Linked DNA regions of Callithrix jacchus: region 2 is linked to region 1. Evidence: chromatin contacts called from public Hi-C data. All regions are on one chromosome and are shown on one strand. The core of a region is the stretch at or near the end of the contact, and the rest is flanking DNA. Distances in the headings are between cores, read along the strand shown. Region 1 has its middle 63 kb from the start of COPS8. Region 2 overlaps RAB17 (RAB17, member RAS oncogene family).

Region 1 (5,298 bases), core at 1,645-4,144:
CCTCTGTGACTTTCTTACACAGGTCAGGTCATCAAGAAACACCTGAGAATTTAGAATGAGGCTTTGTTAAATTTGGGCTTTTCTGGACAGGCACAGTGGCTCATGCCTATAATCCCGGTACTTTGGGAAGCCAAGGCAGAATTACTTGACGCCAGGAGTTTGAGGCCAGACTGAGCAATATGGTGAGACTCTGTCTTTACAAAAACTACAAAAATTAGCTGGGCATGGTGGTGCATACCTATAGTCCTAGCTACTGGGAGGCTGAGGCAGGAGGATCTCTTGTGCCTTGGAGGTCGAGGCTGCAGTGAGCTGTGATGGTATCACTGCACTCCAGCCTGGGCAACAGAGTGAGACTCTGTCTCAAAAACAAAACAAAACTAAACTAAACTAGGCTTTTCTCAAAAAAACAAAAGCTGTGAAGAGGGGCACCTTGAGGGAATTCCAGTCCTATTATCTAGCATTTTCTCTTTCAAAAATAATTTAAAAAAATAGGCAGCCCTCTTGTACTCAGAAAGCCCTGGGTGCCTGGCCTCGCTTCCTGCTCCCAGCTGCAAGCCCTACTCTGTTCTCATTTATCTCTCTGCTCTTGCACTGGCGAGAAGTGTCTCCATCGCCTTTTCCAAGTTGGCCACATACTTATGTGTGCCCAGTTTCCAGCAACTGGGCGAGTCTCATGACTAAAGCCCGATGATGTCCAGAGCGGAGGCAGGAAGCCCTTCAGGGTGGCCCCACAGAAAAATAATTTGTAATTTCCTCTGGAGTCTTTCAAAGGGACAACCCCAGAATCCCGTCCGCTTTCTTGCTGATGAACACGACGTATGTCTGATCTGATTCATCCGCACTGAGGAAGTCTGAGCCTCTGAGAGGACGCTGCAGCCGTACCCGCTGTGGGGCTCACTCAGGGGCCTCTTGTGAGGGTAGACCGTGTCAACCTAAAAGGAAGAGGTCAGGCATAAAACGTCACTGAGAGTTGACTTGAGCCAAAGTGGCGACAGCTGCCTGGGAAACTCAATCCCAAGTGACCTTGGATGTGACCTTGGATGTGAACTTTGCTAGGACTTTGTCACAAGAAGGTTTTTAAAGGCAAAAGGTGGGGGGTGGGGGCAGGACGTGGCCTGATACCAAGTCCTTTGTCTGAGGTTGTCATTGGCTTACGTCCATGAGTGACTGGCTACCCACTGCTCAGCCACGGGTGTAAGTTACAGTGTCCGGTGCAGCACTATTGGGTTAATGTGTAGCCACCTGTGGCAGCAGGAAGCAGTTCCAAGGGGAAGACACAGCTCGAAGCGGGGAGCAGGACATGATTGCTGTCTCATCTCAACGTCTCTCTGGGTCTGATAATTTAAGAGGACTCTTACTCCTCAGATAAAAGTTCTTTTCTTTTCCCATTCACTTCCCATGTTTAATTGAAGGAATGCTGTGAGGATGATTTATTCTCCCAATCCTCAATTACAATTTTATTATCTTCAGGTAGACTTTCCAAAAGTCTAGATTTCTAGATTTAAGAGTCATCTTTCAATCCATGTTTACTTACATGGATAATATTGTAAATGCTGTTTTGAATGCAAAAGATACTGCGTACATGCTATGTCCACTGGGGTGCTAATAAATGTTTCATAACCTGCTCTTCAGGAAAAATGGAGAAAAAGACCCACCTGATGTTTAGTGTTTGCCAATTTCCATAGTGTAAATACTTCCACTGCAGCTGATTTTAAGCTACCAACCTGTATCATTGACACGAGTTGGGAAGAGACACACTGTATCACACCATTATATAGTACTTCACTGTTCAGATTCAATACATAAAAAATAGACAGGGATGTGTCCTGAGAAATGTATTTTAGGCAATTCCATCATTGTGTGAACACTAGAGTGTACTTACACAAACCTATGTGCTGTAGCCCAGGGTCTGCAACCCTCAGGCTGGTACCAGTCCTTTGGTCTGTTAAAAACTGGGCCACACAGCAGGAGGTAGGCAGCGGGTGAGGGAGCATTACCTCCTGAGCTCCACCACCTGTCAGGTCAGTGGCAGCATTAGATTCTCATAAGAGCATGAACTCTCTGTGAACTGTGCATGCAAGAAACCTAGGTTGTGTGCTCCTTATGATGCCTGATGATCTGAGCTGGGACAGCTGAGTGGGCGCTTGGCCAGCTCAATGCTAAGTGTGTGTGCTTCTGAACATATCTAAACATAGAAAGAGTACTATAAAAATATGGTCGAAAAGATAAAACATGGTATACACTGACCCTGAATGGAGCTTGCTGGACTGGACACTGCCCTGGCTGGGCCAGCGAGTGAGTGCTTAGTGAATGGGAAGGCCTGAGCCATGACCGGGCAGTACTGCAGACTTTAACCACTGGACATTTGGGTGAAATCAATGTTTTAAAATACAGTAATTGTGCTACAGTGTTACCGTGGCTCTGATGTCAGTAGGCAGTAGAAATGTTTCAGCTCTACTATCATCTACGAAACCACCTCCGTAAATGCAAATGCGGTCGGTCTCTCTGTGGCACATGACTGGGAATTCTGCCAAGTCAAGCAAGAAACAGCCCCGTGGAAAAGCAGAGCATGGTGTGAGAGTGTGCTTATGCCAAGGCAGCTGGGCGCTCTCTGCCACAGGTGCGGGCAGCCTTGGAGGGTTAGAGGAGGGAGGGATGTCAGAATCCAGCTGGACTGCGGATGCTGGAGTCACCAGCCCTCCATTCAGATGCTGGCGCTGTGGCTCAGTCACTGAGTGGTTATGGCCCACTCACGTATCCTTGGTGATCCTCAGTCTCTTCACCTGTAAAGTGGGGATAGTGAGTGTACCCATCGCTGAGGGCTGTTGTAGGACCGGAGGTGACAAGGTGTGCAAAGTACAGGCACAGGCCTGGCAGTGGGTCATGAGGGAGGTGGCATCTTTCCCTCTCTAAGGAGGGCACAGAGTCTTGGGATGCTACAGAGCCTGTTCGAGCTTGGAGAAATCTTACTCTGCTGCCCTGGGCTCAGTGGGCATTTAGCCCCTCTGTTGCATTCAGGGGGGACAGCACTAGCATCTCTGTGGCCTTTGCCACCCGAAGAAGCTGGGACATGTGCAGCAGATGGCCGTTTGGGAACAGTGCTGGGTGAGCTGGGTTTGCCATGCCTCATGTGACCCTGCTTAAAAGCGTGGACTCCGAGGGTAGAGCCCTGGAAGCTGATGGATGAGTGGCTAGGCCAGAGCTTCGACCTTGCTTCCTTCATGTGTGAAATGGGTCTGCCAGGCGCCTTCTTCTCGGGGCTGTGCTGAGGCCCAGGAGTTCCTCCGTGTCCCTGACTTGCAGGGACCTCGTCCCGGAGCTGTGCTCAATCAGCCTTCTTCAGTGTTACCAGCAGCAGGAAAGCTGTCATCTCACTGCAGGCACAGGGAGCCCTTGGCCACAGTCTGAGAAACGTCCTGGGGGAAGAGAGGACTGGAGAAACTGAACGTCCAGTGAGAAACTGTTCCCTGGTCAGAAATGGGAAAAACAGCTCTGGCAGCACAGGCTGTGACTCACCGGCGTGTGCCCCCACACTGCAGCTGGGCCAGCGTGGGGCCGGCCTGATTCATGTTTTCCGTGGTTATCCGGGGAAATGGAAACCGTCTGGATGTGGCGCCCACTTGCACGCTGGCGCTCACGCTGCGCTGATCAGCTTGGAAGTGAGGAAGGGCCTCCTCCCAGCCTCCTTCCCTACCTGCAGCCACAGAGCCTGGAGTGGGGAGGTGGCTGCCTTCACACCCCAGACCCACTGGCCCAGGGCATGCTTCCCCAAAGGAAGCAAAACAAATACCCGGTTCCCTGTCTGTGGGCAGGGACAGGGGACACATTTAGGTCTTTGTTTGTGGTTCCCTTGAGCAGCTCCCTCTGTACACACCTGCGTGCGTGGGCTTGATTATTGATGGACAGCAGCCCCTCAGTGAGCCATCCTCTGGTCCATGTGGTAAGGACCGTCAGGAGTCTGCTCTAATGACATTCGAATTTAATGAAAGCGGGAGGGAGGGGGCATTACAGTGCTGTGCTTGTGAAGTCACGAAGTGTCTTTTATCTTTGGAAAATTGTTCTCTGGGACATGCAGCTGATTGCTAAAGTTTTCATTTTTCTGTGTATACAGATGTACACAGACCTTTCCAGTTCAGTTCCAGTTAAGCCCTAACCTGCACTAGAAAAAAATAAAATGTGTGTCCATGGGCTAAAGAAGTTTCTTAGTGAAACCTGAAGCCACGTCAGAGCTGCTTTTCTGATTAGCGTCTGGGGCCGTATTACCTGGGCTTGTGTTCTGATCCCCTGGGCCAGCTGTGTGGCCTTAGGGAACTTCTTTGCTTCTCTGGGCCTCAGTTTCCTTCATGGCAAAATGGGGAGGGGAATGATGCCTCCTGAAGCTGCTGGAAAGACTGAATGAGACAGTCCTCTGAAAGTTCTTCACAGGAGCTGTCCTAGGGTAAAGGCAGAGGAAACGCTACCTGCCCCCTGCAAACCCACTGCCGTTGAGCCCTGGAGGGACTTTCTCACCTGTGCTGGCTGTGAGGCAGCCTGTGTGCTACCCCCTCCAAAAGCCACACAGTGAGTTTGATTTTTGAACTGCATTGCTCATTCCTGAGGGGAAACACAGAGGCTAAGCAATGTGTGTGAAGCACCTCCTGCTAAGGCAGGTTGTGAAGCGCCCATCGCCATAAGAAACTTCCAGCATGAGCCCTGTCTTTGTGCATGGCCTGAGCTCTTCATGTCATACTTCCTGGCTGCACTGTTGGCCTCTGGTCAACCCCAGGATAGAGCTCCTCATACCTCCTCCCTCTGCTAACTCCCTCTGCTAACTCCCTCAGGCTGGCCCCCTCCCGAGGAAGGAGATCCTCCTGTTTCACTTGCCACTTCCTCATGACCTTGAGCAGGCAGCCTCTCTTGCTAGGATCCCAGGGTCTGGGTTTATGGAAAAGGCAGATGAAGACTCTGATGCGCATGTCGAGCGGCTGGAACAGAGGGTGGGTCTGCCAGTTCCATTGTCTGGGGCCCCTGTGTGGAGAACAGAACCCAGGGACACATGTTTGGCAGCTACTGGAGGGAGGACAGATCTGAGGGGCTGAGGTGGAGAGGCGGGATGTGAGCAGATGTAGGGAGGAGCCAGGACCTGGGGCAGGGTGAAGCTGGGAAGACCGAGTTCCTGAGAAAGTGGTCAACACCATGCACAGCAGAGAAGTCGCCGTAAGAAATTGCAACGAAAATGTGGAATTTGCAATTAGGAGGCATGAAGAAAAGGAGCTTCAGTGTGTGGAATTGTGGGGTTGAAAGTTAGAGTCCATAAAT
Region 2 (5,298 bases), core at 1,931-4,430, 420 kb before region 1:
CCAAACACACAACTTTCTATCTGAATTTCTCTTTTGGTCAAAGATTTCTTTCTGGTCTTTCCTGGAAAACTTGGGCCCAGGGACAATGACAGTTCAAGGCCAGTGGTGGAGAAGCAGGCACAGGGTGGCCGGCGGAGGGAAGGGCAGGGTGGCGGCTGCAGGGTGGGCTCGGCCTGAATGAGAAACAATCCAGTTCCTCAGCAGAGCTCCCTTCCCCAGTCGGCTCCCAGAAGGGGGCTCTGTGCAGATGGAGCCCCCTCACCCGAGTTCTGTCAGGTGGAGGCGGCGGTCACCCAGCTGTCGCTGTTGTCTCTCTTCCATGGCATCTTACCTCCCACCATATTTAGGACGAAGACCACGTAAGCAGCTGCAGAGAAGTGGCTGGCGGGGAGGCCCCACACACACTAGAGGCTGGTGCAGGGGCAGACCTGACTCAGGGCTTAGGCTGACCTCCATGCCTCCCAAAGAGAAAGGCCCCAGCTTCGATGGAGGCTGTGGAGAGATGGAGAAGTGGGGTGAAGAATTTGGAGAATCTGTGGGGAGAGCAAAGGGAGCAAAGGGAGGCAGCCTCAGTCTGAGCCCTTGTTACAAGGCTGGGTGGGGAGGAGAGGAGCCTGGCAGCAGAGCTGTGTCCTCTGAGAGTGACTAGATGGGCTGGGTGCTTGGGCAGGCACAAAAACATGGGCGTGAGGTAAAGTTCTGGAGGGCCAGTGGGCAGCCAGGGTGGGTTTGGAGCGTCTGCCTGGGGAGCTGGCTGAGGAGCAGCTGGCTCAGGCTCTCTGGGTCTGGGTAGGAGGAGTGCATGCACAACTGTGGATGGTGCCAGGGCTGTGGGCATGGCTGGCCATGCCTGCTGCCAGCTCCATGTCTGGCAGGACAGTCAGGAGCCTGAGCTGTGCCCCCAGGATCTGCCACAGGCTCCTCTTCCAGGGAGAGTCATGGAGGCTAGGGGAAGGTCCTGCCCACAGGGGCCCCCATTCCTCGGCCACCCCTGACTCCTGGGCGAGACAGTGACCTTCCCACGAATGCTTCTCTCCTGGCCTCCCACTGCAGGCCTGCTGTCTTCCAGTTTGCCCTTGCTCTGGGACAGCCTTTCCTCCCTATAGGAGGGAGACCCATGTTGGAAAATGAGGGCTCCCCAGAGGAAGGGCCCAGGTGGGCGCCGTCCAGGGGCCTCCCTCTGCCTCTCATGTTTCCTGGGTTCTCAGTTGGTTCTCTGCCCAGCATTGGAGCCCACGGTTGCCCACAGCCATGGTGGGAGGGGAGCCTCATGGTGGGAGTGTGGCTTCCCAGGCCCTGCAGGAGGAGGAAGGCTGCCGCCAGCCAGCTAGAGGAAGAGCCTCTTCCAGGGATCACACTCTGCCCCTCCTGGTCCTGGCTGCTCAGGAGTGCCAAGAAATGCGACCTGGACGCGAGGCATGCAGGAGTGCAGTCTGCACCACCTCGACTTTCTTGGGTCTTGCTGTTGGGAGTGAAACAGGTGTTCTTAGGAAACTCTCTTATAAACAACACTGGATTTTGTGGCTGTTTGTTTCAGGAAGGGAAGGAGTTTGCTGACAGCCACAAGTTGCTGTTCATGGAAACTTCAGCTAAACTGAACCATCAGGTGTCGGAGGTGTTCAGTGCCGTGGGTGAGTGATCTCCCCACGGGCTAGACAAGGTGGAGGGTGCTCGTCCCTGACCGACTTCCCTGGGTCCCCTTTGCTGGTGATGCAAGATCCCATAGAATGTCTCTAGGGACTGTACGGTGACCAGGAAGGGCAGGAAGCCCTCGTTCTATGGTTCTTTGGTTCTATGGGTCCCTGGCTGCTGAGCTGCACGTAGGAGGAATGGGTCCCTGGCTGCTGGGCTGCAGGGCTGTGCTGGGCGGGGGGACTTCCCTCCCTAACCGGCCCCCGCCTCTTGCCATTTACAGCTCGAGAGCTACTGCAGAGAGACAACAGGGAGGGTCAGGCTCCACGGGGGGACGCAGATGTGGCTCTGAATGAGAGGCCAGCGCAGCAGGCCAAATGCTGTGGACAGTAGGTGCAGCCTCCCCTGGGGGCTGTGGGAAGATGCCCCCAGCCTGGGCCATGGCCGCCTCTGCATAGTTCTGATTCACTGTTGGCGCTGGGTTGCTCCCAAGCCCTAGAGGTTTCTGGAAGTTGGCCCCCTTTATAAAAACCACTTCCCACAGCCAGTGGGAACCGCCAGGGGAGGAGCTGGTGTCACATGACTCCCAGAGGGTGCTGTGTCCCGTCCCCACCCACACCATCTGATTCCCGGATACCTATGCCGGCCCCGCCTGGACGGTGGCCCCCTCAGCCAGGCGGCCTCTGGCCACAGAGGAAGCAAGGATTGGAAAAGTCCCTGGAGCACAGCGACGGTGGAAAGATGCCTCTCACCTGATCTGGGTGGGGGTGCTGGCCTGGAGCCTGGGCTCACCTGCTTCTGGAGGTGCGGGGAGCAGGCCCGGATGGAGGTGGCAGTGCCAGGAAGAAGCACAGCGATAACCGAGCATGGGGTGGGTCCAGGACTAACGCCTCTGGGAAGGGCAGCTGGGGGCAGTGGCTTTGGTTCCCTCCCATGCTCTCCTGGCTGGAAATGTGGCGAAGCTGAGTTTCTATCCAAAGAGTAGGAAGATTCGTTTAACCTGAGATGTAAGTTGTACTGCACATGCATTTTTTTTTTTTCCCAAAAATTAAATTGCTTTTGACAATATGGCTTTTGGAAGTTTTCTAGTACAAGGCAGGGCCCCGAGCCTGATGGATTGTTGTAGATATTTCTGTCTGTATTCTGGGAGGCTCCTGTGAAGTAAATGAGGAAGCAGACCCATGTGCAGGCTGTGACTAACGTGGGCCTGGCCCCCCTCTCTGGATGGGACGCATTCCCAGATGGCGACACTCCATCCTGACTGCCTGCCTTTGCAGAGAAACCTATGTCTTAGTCTGTTTTTGTGTTGCTATAAAGGGATACTTGGGGCTGGGTGATTTATAAGGAAAGAGGCTTACTGGGCTCGTCGTTCTGCAGGTGGCAAAGACCGCATGGGGCCAATGTGCATCCTGGTGCGGCCCCAGGCTGCTTCCACTTCTGGCGGAAGGCAATGAAAGCTGGTGTGCAGAGGTCACACGGGGAGAGGAAGTAAGAGAGTGTAGGGGGAGTTCCCACTCTTTTCAACAACCAGCTCTGGGGAGGCTCTTATAGGCGCTGCTGGAGTAAGCTCACTCATTACAGCTAGGGCGGCACCAAGCGGTTTACGAGGGACCCACCCCATGAGCCAGCACCTCCCATCAGGCCCCGCCTCTCACACTGGGGGTCAGATTTCTTCCTTCCTCCTTTTTCTTCTTCCTCTCTTCCCCTTCTTTCTGCTGTCTTCATTCCTACTCCTCTTCTTCTTTCTTCACCTTTCTTCTTCTTTTTAGAGATGGAGTCTGACTGTCACCCAGGCTGGAGTGCAATGGCATGATCTCAGCTCACTGCAATCTCTGCCTCCCAGGTTTGAGCGATTCTCCTGCCTCAGCCTCCTGAGTAGCTGGGACTACAGGCATGCGCCACCATAGCCACCTAATTTTTGTATTTTTTAGTAACAATCGGGTTTCACCATGTTGGCCCAGCTGGTCTCCACCTCCTGGCCTCAGGTGACTCACCTGCCTCCACCTCGGAAAGTGCTGGGATTACAGGTGTGAGCCACCACATCTGGTCCTGGGGTCAGATTTCAACATGAGGTTTGGAAGGGACAAATATCCAAACGGCAGCAACCCAGCCCCTGTTTGGGAAGAAAAACCCCACAAAATGTTTTCCTGTTGGGTCTCTTTCTGGACACTGCTGGGGCAAGGTTATTTCAAGTATTTTTGGAAGGTGATGTTGGTTTTCATCCTTGCCCTTGGGACTCTGATAAGCAGGTGTGAGTTTTAAACAAGACGTTGTTATCCACCTGGAAAACGTGGCATCATTATTGGCTGCTGTAAGGATCAAGGCAGCAGAAAGCAAAGTGCCTTCCATTTGATGCTGAGCTTCAAGGGGAAAGGGCTCTGTGCCTGGAGCTTCCCTGGCTCCACCAGGCTTCCCTCTGCTCTCGTTCACTTGGCATAGAGATGCCAGGCTGTGACCTTCAGTGGGGTCCAGACCATGGGGAGCCCTGCCAGGGGGCCAGGGAGAGGACACAGAGACCTCAGAGAGGGTGCGGGGCACAGCCCCTCCTGGCCAGCCTGCGTTTCTCAGCGTGCAAACCACAGTTTCATAACAGTTCCTCCCTCATGATCCCTGGCCTCGTTATCCTAACAGGAGGAGCCACCTGGATCCACTGGGCCCCTGGAAGATCCATCTTTCAATCTTGGGGACAAGGAGCCTCTTGGGTCTCCCTTGGAGTGTGGTTTTCTGGGGCTAGTGTGACTGAAATGACCTTCTCACGTGAACTTTACTAGACAAATGCAGACCAGATTTCACATACCTCTCTCATGAGCTCCAAGAAAAGCTAAAGGATGAAAACAGTAGCTTCTGAGAGCACTTGTTCCCTTGGTTTTCACGAGCACTGTCCTCACGATTTCACAGGTGAAATCCGACTCTGTTATTGCTATGCACATTGCAATTTACAGGTGCTAATAAAGTTGGACCATTTTCCATGCAAGGATTCCCTCGCCGATGAAGAACATGAAGTGTGAGTCCCCAGTGTGCTAGGCTGTGTCCTCGTGCCCCTGTGTCAGCGGGCCCTGAGCTGGGGTGGGGACCCACCTTGGGGGCGGCAGGAGGCTGGGGTTGCCCGTGGCCACCAGACGGCGCTCCAGCATTGCGTAAGGCCGGCCCCACGGTCCTAGGGTCCTGAGTGCTTGCTCTGCCAAAGAGCAAAACGGGGGGGGCCCTCAGAGGAACTGCAGAAGAGTGGCCGGATGATGCTGACGGGGAGAAACACCAGGGGGGTTTGTAGGGTGCCTGGATGCCTGACTGCGTGTTTCCCCCTCTGTCTTGGCGGCTACTGTGGCTATGCCAGAATTTATTATTAAAATCTATCCTTTTGCTCTCCAGTTGGTTTGTAAATTTTTCTCCAAAAATAAATAAACAAAAAGCAGGAGTTGCAATTCTCACATCTGATAAAATAGATTTCAAAGCAACAAAGATACAGTGGTAAAAGGATCAATGCAACAATAAGAGATCTTAATACCCAGATACATAAGACCCATAACGAGATTCAGACTCAACGAGACAGAAAATTAATAAGGATATCCAGGACTTCAACTCAGATCCGGAACAAGTAAACTCAATAAATATTTATAGAGTTCTCCATTTTAAATACACAAAATACTGATCGACCATTATTAATAC

Evidence for each region. A called contact is a pair of places that touch in the nucleus more often than the background predicts.
Region 2: a Hi-C map of induced pluripotent stem cells shows a contact between it and region 1, with 5 times the contacts expected there. The contact joins two enhancer-like sites. A contact is called at or near these places in 2 of 3 Hi-C or Micro-C datasets (induced pluripotent stem cells and skeletal muscle).

What each region holds. Positions count from the first base shown.
Region 1 is chr6:158,451,042-158,456,339 of calJac240_pri, reverse strand. No RefSeq gene overlaps it. Among named protein-coding and RNA genes, the nearest start is that of COPS8, 63 kb to the right of the region's middle. Within about 2 kb of position 2,894, at least 7 of the 16 cell types and tissues checked have an H3K27ac peak or open chromatin away from gene starts, as enhancers often do.
Region 2 is chr6:158,870,238-158,875,535 of calJac240_pri, reverse strand. RAB17 (RAB17, member RAS oncogene family) reads left to right here. Exons shown (of 6, transcript XM_078328900.1): 5 at 1,538-1,631; 6 at 3,402-5,000. The coding sequence ends at 3,445. Among named protein-coding and RNA genes, the nearest start is that of PRLH, 8.7 kb to the right of the region's middle. Within about 2 kb of position 3,180, at least 3 of the 16 cell types and tissues checked have an H3K27ac peak or open chromatin away from gene starts, as enhancers often do.